2 separate regions of the Canis lupus genome follow, and region 1 is linked to region 2. The links are chromatin contacts, called in public Hi-C maps. All regions are on one chromosome and are shown on one strand. Each heading gives the region's core, a stretch centred on a gene start, on an enhancer-like site or on the middle of the called end of the contact. The rest is flanking DNA. Distances are from core to core; before and after follow the strand shown. Region 1 overlaps WDR27 (WD repeat-containing protein 27). Region 2 has its middle 190 kb from the start of THBS2.

What was found. A called contact is a pair of places that touch in the nucleus more often than the background predicts.
Region 1: a contact with region 2 is called in a Hi-C map of skin fibroblasts, with 3 times the contacts expected there. The contact joins two enhancer-like sites. A contact is called at or near these places in 2 of 9 Hi-C or Micro-C datasets (amygdala and skin fibroblasts).

What each region holds. Positions count from the first base shown.
Region 1 is chr1:57,229,375-57,233,857 of UU_Cfam_GSD_1.0, forward strand. It overlaps WDR27 (WD repeat-containing protein 27), which reads right to left. Exons shown (of 25, transcript XM_038526606.1): 19 at 1,074-1,171. Among named protein-coding and RNA genes, the nearest start is that of DSE, 110 kb to the right of the region's middle. Within about 2 kb of position 2,282, at least 3 of the 20 cell types and tissues checked have an H3K27ac peak or open chromatin away from gene starts, as enhancers often do.
Region 2 is chr1:56,795,226-56,800,227 of UU_Cfam_GSD_1.0, forward strand. No RefSeq gene overlaps it. Among named protein-coding and RNA genes, the nearest start is that of THBS2, 190 kb to the right of the region's middle. Within about 2 kb of position 2,601, at least 2 of the 20 cell types and tissues checked have an H3K27ac peak or open chromatin away from gene starts, as enhancers often do.

The sequences.
Region 1 (4,483 bases), core at 1,032-3,531, 430 kb after region 2:
CCCGGGTGGCTCAGCTTTTTAGTGCTGCCTTTAGCCTGGGGCACCATCCTGGAGACCTGGGATCGAGTCCCGCGTCGGGCTCCCTGCATGGGGCCTGCTTCTCCCTCTGCCTGTGTCTCTGCCTCTGTGTCTCTCATGAATAAATAAATAAATAAATAATTTTTTAAAAAGTTAAAAAAAAAAGAACAGCACTTAGACCTCTGAATCAATTAAAATTTTATAATATGAATTCCTAAAGATTGGAGCTTTTTTCTAAATAAATAAAAATCGGGATCCCTGGGTGGCGCAGCGGTTTAGCGCCTGCCTTTGGACCAGGGCGCGATCCTGGAGACCCGGGATCGAATCCCACGTCAGGCTCCCGGCATGGAGCCTGCTTCTCCCTCTGCCTATGTCTCTGCCTCTCTCTCTCTCTCTCTCTGTGTGACTATCATAAATAAATTTTTTAAAAAATTTTAAAAATAAATGAATAAATAAATAAAAATCAATGCTTTTTAATTAAAAAGAATGATGCTAACCAAAGAAAGTAAATAAAAATAAATAAACTTTTGGGCTCAATTTTATATTCAAGAGTTACTTCTCTTTTTAAATTTTTTTTAATTTAAGTTTAATTAATTAACACATAGTGTATTAATTCGTTTCAGAGGTAGGGGTCAGGGATTCATCATATTTATATAACGCCCAGTGCTGATTCCACACGTGCCCTCCCCAGGGCCCATCCCCCAGGTACTTCTCAGCCTCCACAGACATGAGGCAAACTCCAGTTAATGGAAGGAGGCCCATAGCAGGTATAGCAGTTGATCTCTAAAAAGTACTAAATTTCTAAAAAGTACTATGCATAAACTACAGACCAGAGATACCAAGTTAAATCACCCTGCTATATATCATATGCTCTGCGGCATCAATGTCTATTTTCCTTTGAGATGAAATTGCTGCACCTACAATTACTGCAGCAGACGTGAGCTCCCCAAGTCCCAGTGCTCAGCATGTCGCCTGAGGCTGGGGCCTTCAGCAGATGCTCATGTGGGAGGAGGGTGCCCAGGATGTGAAAACACCAATGGCAGGGGCAAGGATACAGGAATAGAAGTCGTTGACGGCTGATAAACTGGTAATCTCTGTCCTACCAGTCGTAGGAAGCCTGAAGACACGTTTGCACCTGCTCTTCTGCTTATATCTGAAAGAAAAATAAAGATAACCCGTCTTTTTGTTTCCCTCCCATGACAAAGCATTCTGTCTTGAAAAAGTTGAATATGAAAAAAGTTTTCATATCACTTAATAATTATACTTTATAACATCAAAGGAACCAGTCTGCTACCTTAATTTTCCTGTAGGAAACTCAACTTTTCCTTTAGGAAAACTTCATGAAGATATATCATATAAAGCCCAAAATAATTCATTCCTGTCTATGAGAAAGCAAATTTTTCTCCTAATTCTAAAATAATTACGTATACTTAAATGATATCTAACTGGATAAAAATTATCTGTATTTCCATTTACACATATGTTCTTAATATTTTATCTTCTTTTTTAAAGGTTTTATTTATCTATTCATGAGAGATAGAGAGAGAGAGAGGCAGAGAATCAGGCAGAGGAAGAAGCAGGCTCCATTCAGGGAGCCCAATGTGGGACTCAATCCCGGGTCTCTAGGATCACGCCCTGGGCCGAAGGCAGATGCTCAACCACTGAGCCATCCAGGTGTCCCCTTAATATTTTCTAAAGGATAACATAAGCAGTTACTATTGGTTTAATAAACACATGTCCTCAAAGATCCCTAACAATACTTTAGTAAAGGAAAGAACCTTCTAGCCATCTTACGAGTGATCCTGGCCCAAGCAGGGCCAGGGGAGACCTCGGGGTGGCTGAGCAGAGCAGGCACAGGCCGGTGATGGACAAAGCTGTGGGGAGGGCTCCGAGTCTGAGCCTGTGGGGCGGCTGAGGCTGAGGCTGAGGATGAGCAGGCCATCAGCCTGGACCTTCCAAGGTAGGTGAACGCTGCACGTTCACCTGGGGCCTAGGGCATGATATGCAGGCACAGAGATGGGCATCCAGAGGGATGACTCAGAGAGCAGGTCCTGGGGGGAATGGGAAGACTCAAGGAACAAAATGAGCTGAGTCACAGGAGAGGTCTGAAGTGAAGCTCAGTGATGACACAAAGATGCCACAAATTGCCGCACATTCCTGCTGATAAACTGCGTGAGATCATCCAGCAGGGTGGTTAATGGGGCAGAAAGCCATTGCTTCACAGGGGCAGCCGTGTGAAAGCTCTATGAACAGCACAGACCAGGAGGGGTGTGTCAGAGACAGCAGATCATGTAAGCAAAGGGACCACACACAGCTGAAATCACAGGGAGTGGGGGTGAGGTGGACCAGGGAAGGCACAGGTATTCACATGGCAAACGGGCCACGGGCCAGTTTTGGCTCAGAAGGAGAATAAGGGCAGGGGAGGCTGCATGGTATGCTGCTGAGTGCATACCCTCTCTGGCTCTGCTCCACACGAAGGGCCAAGAGCCCTGCCAGAGAGACAGACAGCTTTGCTGAGGGGCGTGCGTGCCTGTGGCCCATGTGACGTTCGGTGTCCCATCATTTGAAGCCTTGCCAGTTTCCGAGAGTCACCACCCCCAGCTGACACTGGTACCAATGGGAGAAGCAGCTGCAGCCCAAGCAAGCAGCAGGCCTGGGGAAGGGCCTTTCTCAAGCAGCTTCCATGGGGCATCCCCCAAACGGAGGAAGTGTGGCTGCCCAGGTCGCACACCCCCAGAGGGCCGGACAGTTTGCAAAGGGCCACATAAGCCAGCACGAAAGGAATGAGGCATGAAGGCCGCTCCACACCCCAGCTTTGGCTGCTACACCAGAAGCAAATAGTCGGCAGGCACAGTATTTCTTTCCAGGGAAAGTACTTGCCACAATCAGGTACTGAGTTACAGGAAGGAAGGACAGCATCCCCTGCAGGAAGAGGCAGGACAGACAGCCTCAGAGAAAGTCAAGACTCTGCCCTCGCTGTGTGTACCGCACACAGCTCGCTGCAGGCACAGAGAAGGTGGGTGTGCAATCACCCCCAAACACCCACTTCCAGATGCACACAAGGAAATCCAGCATGCCACTGGTTAGGGAACAGGATGAGTCAGGAAAACCCAGAGCTCCGGCAACAAGAGGATGGGTGAAGCAGCCATGGCACGTTCCTCCTGTAAAACCATGTAACAGCCACCGGGAACAGACTGAAGTCACATTTGCAAGCATGGCTCAGTCTCAGAAACATATTTGGATGATTATGGAAGGTGTGTGTAGCATTAACAGATGTAAAGCCACGGACAGGAAGCAAACACTCCAATTTCAAACTGAGGAAGGTTACAACAGCCACGACTGGAAGCAGCCCATGTGTCGGTGGACAGAAGGACAAAGAGGTGGTGCGTGCGCAATGGAACCATCAAAAAGGATGAGGCCTGCCGTGTACAACAAGGACGGACCTAGAGGGCATTCTGCTGAGCGACGTGTGTCAGAGAAAGACAAATAGCCTCTGACCTTATTCACATGTGGAACCTAAACAACAGAAGAACAACAACAGAACAGAAAGTGAATTGTTCATATAGAAAGTGAACTCAGGATGAGCACTGGGTGTTATGCTATATGTTGACAAATTGAACTCCAATAAAAAAAATACAAAAAAATAAAAATTAAAAATTAAAAAAAAATCTACTCTGAAAAAAAAATAAAATGAACTTGAGGCTGGCAGGTGGAGGGTGCAATAGGGGACAGGGATGTGGAATAAATGGAACTGCAGCACAAGGAAGATGGTGCAGGGGACTGGCTGCCCAGCGTGCTCACGGATGGTGGTGAGAGAAATGCTCACCCGGTACGGAGAAAGAGCAGGCAGGGAAAAGAGAGGATGGGAACAGGACAGCAGGACACTAACTACCCCATAATCTTTCATTTCTTTAAAAAATTGAGTGGGAAAAATTAGAGAAGGAGACAAACTATAAGAGTCCCCTAACTCTGGGAAACGAACAAGGATAGTGGAAGGGGAGGTAGGCAGGGGGATGGGGTGACTGGGTGACGGGCACTGAGGAGGGCATTTGATGGGATGAGCACTGGATATTATTCTATATGTTGGCAAATTGAATTTAAATTTAAAAAGATGCAAGTCAAAAAAAATTGGGAACAAAACCAGCATTAATACTTGCAAAAGGAGGTGTGAACAAGTATTTAGTACATGTATCTAGTGCACGTGTGTGTGTGTGTATGAAACAGTTCATGTTTTACTTCATTACAAATATGGCAGCAATAGTCCCACTTGACATCAATCTGATACGTGGTCAACCAAGGCGACAGTTCACGGCCCCCACGTGCGGCACTGTGGACAAGCTCTGAACAGGGGGAAGCCATCACCCCATCACTCAGCTCTTGTCAGCAGCCTGTGATGAGGTGATTTGATGTTGCACGTTTTTAAATGTAAACATTCTATTTGCATACGACCCAGTATTGAAACACA
Region 2 (5,002 bases), core at 1,351-3,850:
TCATCACACAGATCCAGTCCATCCATAAATCTAGCTGTGCTGTCACTAAAGCATGTCAAGAATCTGACTACATCTCTGAATTTTCAGTGCTGACAACCAACTCCAAGCTGTCCTGGGCACCTCCGGATGTCGCAACTGTCTTCCATTTAATTAGTGTGATGAACCCTGAATGTTCTTCTCCTTGCCTCTTCCTCTGACCTCACTGACACAGTCGCCAGAATGATCTCCCTGGAAGTTAAGTCAGATGCACTCACTCTCCTGATGAGGGCTCTTCTGACTTCCCCTTCTCTGGAGGAAAATCCATTACAGTGCCTGCAAGACTTTGTGTACTCTCACCCCCCCCACACACAACCTCTCTTGTTCCTTATGCTGGATATTTCCTGCTTGTCCATCTTGTTCAACTCCCCACTCTTTGCCCACGTGTTTTGTGCCCAGGAGGCTGACCTTTATGACCTGTATTTATAGGGTCCCTTTCCTCTGGTTTGATTAAATGGGTGATACCAGCGGGAAGTAAGGATGCGGAGACGAGCACAGGTGGGCTGTTGTCCTTACTCTTGGTCAGGATTTGGCAGGACCTCCCGATGCCCCATGACTCACCAGAAGCCGTGGGTCTCACTGGGCTCAGTAACTGTGTCTGTCCTTTCTCCTTCAGATCTTGGCATAGATTTACCTTGAATCTGACCACATCTTCATATCCCTTTTTTGTATATGCCATCTTTGTTACTTAGTTTGCTGGGGCCCTGTGTTTGCTATTGTGCCCCTTGTCATCTTGGCTCTGGCCAAGTAGTCCTCTTTCCTATTTAACACCAGTATGCTCTTGCCTCCACACCTTCTCACATAGCTGCCCTCTCTCCCTGGACTAGCCAGCATCTGCATAGACCACTCCTTGGGCTTTCCAAACACAACCAAACATCAGAGACACCTTCATTCCCAAGTTTTAATCATTGTATTTAAAGTGGCAATATCCACTTCTCACCCCAATGCTCCTGAGTCCCTGTATCCTGGCTTGTACTGCATAAAACTACAACTTAAGAGTGATGTAGCCAGCTATTCCTGACACTGCAATAACCTGCAAGAAAGCTAAGTCTATTAAGACTTCTGACTCGAAAGCACCATACCCAGATGTTTGTGATACATTATTTCTATAAATATGCATGCCATTCCTATGAGGGAGACACTATGTTCATTTCCCTTTAGAAAAATGAGTGGGAAATATCAGAAAGGGAGACAGAACATGAAAGACTCCTAACTCTGGGAAACGAACTAGGGGTGGTGGAAGGGGAGGTGGAAGGGGGGTGGGGGTGACTGGGTAATGGGCACTGAGGTGGGCATTTGACAGGATGAGCACTGGGTGTTATTCTATATGTTGGCAAATTGAACACCAATAAAAAATAAACATATATATATATATATTAAAAAAATAAATGAGTAAACAGAGGCTGTGAAAGCAGATTGCCCAGAGTCAAGTAGCCCACAGTGTCAGGGCAGGGACTGGAAAAACTCAGTGCTTGACATTCCATGAGACATAAACTACAGTGTGTCATCCCTTCGAAGCAGCTATAAGTTCCATGGACTGGAGCAGGGGAGGGGACAAAATTGAACACATATTCCTTGGCGCTGGTCCCCAGCTCTTTTGAGCTCCCACCTCCCTGAGTCACGAGAGCCGAGGCCAGGGGGAACGCTGTGTTATCACTGCCCTCATCACGACAGCTTTGGCCGCCGACGCTTGCAGTGTTTTTCTTTTGTTTGCTGAGCCAGTTATGAAAAAATGAGCTCAAACAGTGCATTCTCTCTGCTTATCTAAACTCTTGTCCAAATGCTTCAGCGTGATTTGCGAGGTCCAGGAGGCCCACTCACGAGTCCTCGGCAGGCTGTGGCCCCCGGGCCGGGGGCAGGGGTGCCTGCGAACGCTTGTTTTCCTCCTGCAGCTGCCGCTGGACATCTTTAATTTATTATTCCTCTTATATAACTTTGTTTTGGTGCTTGAACTTCCATTCCCATGACTTTATGTTGAAAAACATTCTAAAATCGAGGCTTTGCATTTCACAACAGTGGTGGAGCTCGGTTAGCCCTGGCTGCGGGCCGTGGCCGCCCAGGAGAGGGGAGGAAGGCCTCGGCCCCTGGGAAGCAGGCTGGATGCTCGGCGGCCGCACAGGCAGGCCTTGTGGTGGGCTCCGAGCTCAAGCTGAGGGGGGATGGGGGGACCTCAGATCCGCTACAGGGCTGCAGGCTCAGCGTGGGGGCGGGGGGGGGGTGATGCTCATGCCTGCACCTCCACTCTGTGCCCCACACCTGCCTCCGCATGCTAAGGACTCAGTGGCCATGAAAGTGTGTGGCAGGTGCATCTGAGACTGTTACCTAATGCGTAATGATGTAAAAAGAAAAACAATGTTCTGTGCACGTCTTAGAATGATGTCAATCAGGTGTGAAGAATGAGCCCCTGTGCCTCCTGCTTCTGTCCTGCTTTCCTATAAGCTGCTCCCCGTGTGGGTGCACACTGCCCCAACACCCACCTGTCCTGTGCTCAGGCTCAGAAGAGCTCTGGAGCCCATGGTTTCTCCACCTCTTCTGGGTTCCAGGTACTCAGTGTGCCACAGAAGCAGGCCCACCATGCACCCTGGATCCGAACCACCTGTCTGTGTCTGCACCTTGACATCACCCCAGGGCAGCAGTGTTCACCTCTCCCTTCCAGGGCCTGGTAGAGGCAGGGGGATGGGGTGGTAACAGGAGGATGACATGATAGTGCGCTGGCTTTTGAAAACAGGAAGGAGTTGCAGTTCTGGAGTGGAGGCATCACACCTGCATGCAACTGGGTGCCAGGGGGCACACACAGTGAGGCCCTGCACCTGCTACCTGACCCTGCCTCACAAAACCCTTGTTGGAATGTGGGGTGGCTCACGTGAGACTTGTCTTATTGCCAGCCTTCTGAACACTGTCACATCTCTGGGACTGTTCCTCTCCTGTACTTGTATTGAATTATTAATATGTCTGCTTAACTCCCCAAATAGACTATGCACCTCGTGTGCAGAGCTTGACCAGTGCCTAGAGCACTGGAATACGTGAGTCAAAAAACAGCTCGGTTGCCCTTTATTGGGGAAATGTTGACACTGGAAACCCCTATCTGCTCAGGAGGAAAATTTTGTTTCTCATCTTAGTTTATAATTCCCCTCCTTCTATTTCTGTATTCACATGCTGTTCTTTTTCTAACTTCTGGGACTGAAAGCTTCCATCTTTTATTATCAACTCTTCAGCTTTTGCAATGTATGCACTTAAATATATACTGTGTTCTCTAGGCACTACTCAGCTACACCCATAAGCTGTGATGTGTTGTATTCTGATTATTTTTCAGTTACAAATGTTTTCTAATTTCCACTGTGCTTCTTTCATCCAGTAAAGATATAGAAGAGTGAGGTGTAATTGGTTTAGTTGCCTTCTGTTGCTGATTCTGCTGGAATTGCATTGTGGGGGAAAACATACTTTGTGTGATTTTACTTATCACATGCTTTATGGCCCAGGCAATCTTACTAAATGTTCCCTTGACCACCTGAAAAAAGAATTTATACTGCAGTTGTGGAGTGCACTGTACTACATGTGTTAAATTAAGAAGATGTAGCTATGTCCTGCAAATCTATTTTCATTTTTTTCCCCCGATCTAGATCTATTCACACAATCAGTCTCTGATGGAGATGTTCTCAGATCTTCACCTTGGCTTCTGCAGATTTCCTCTTTTTTCCCTTAGTGATGTCAATTTTTTCTTCTCTGTGTTTAACAATGTTATTAGATGCATATGAAATTATGAGTTTCATATCTTCCTTTTTCCTTTATGAAATGTCCCTTTTATCTTTAGTAATACGATATATATATTGGCGTTTACTAAAGTCAACTCTCTCTCACTGATACAGACACACCAGCTGCCTCTTAGAGAATGTTTTCATGGCTCCTCTTTGACATCCTTGTACTTTCAACCTGTATGAATCCTTCTTATCTAAAATAGGCCTTTTGCAAACCACATATTGTTGGGTACTTCTTTATTTTTTTTTTTTGATGGATGCAGATAATCTTTATCTTTTCATTGGATTGTTCAGCATTTCATATTTAATACAGCTAAGGGTACAATTGTGTTTTAGTCTACCATCTTACTATTCAATTCTATCTCATCCATTTTTGTTTCTTTGTCCCATCTTTCTTGTTTTACTTCAGATAAATCAATTATTTTCATCAGCCAAGTTTTCACTTTTATTGTATTTTTAGTTAATATTCTTTTATTATTATTTTAACAGTTATCCTAAAAACTACAATATGGATTCCTAGACAGTTAACATTTAAATTAGTACTTTTAATATTTTCCGGGAAATGCAAGAAATCCCCAGCAATAGCTCCATTGAGTACACTAGTGTTGTAAGATTTTGCTTCCACAACCCTTATGAAGCTCACACTGCTGATGACAGCTGTTTTAACTAGCTGCTGTTCCTGTAGGTGAACTCTTTCTGGAACTCTTCCTTCCCTCCTGAGCATCTGTGCTCACCTCCAGGGTTGCTTTGGGTTTTCCCACTTGGAGAGCTTCCTTTCCTACTTTTATCTGAGGTAGTCCTGGGACAGGATGTTTACCAGTTTCTGTTTCTTGCAAGCCCCTACAGCTCTAACGTCTTGCACATAGCTAAGGTGCTATTTTTTTTTTTTTTTTTTGCTAAGGTGCTATTTTGATCAGTCTTGACCTTTGTATACATGTGAAGACCTCACCACAACTACAATGCCACCAGTCCTGTCCTTTCCAAGGTCTCCCGTGTCCCTAGAGTCCTTCTGCCAGCATCCCTGCCTTGGCAGCCATCACCGTATCTCTGACTTCCTTTGGCTTACATGGTGTTTTGGGTCCTGGGGTCCCTATGAGCTGAGCGGGAAAGGGTTGGTGAGGTCCTCCACCAGCACCTGCTCCAGGAGAGCGTGGTGGACTGCAAATAAATGGTGCTTCCAGCATTCGTCCTCACAAGTTTGTGTTTCAAAT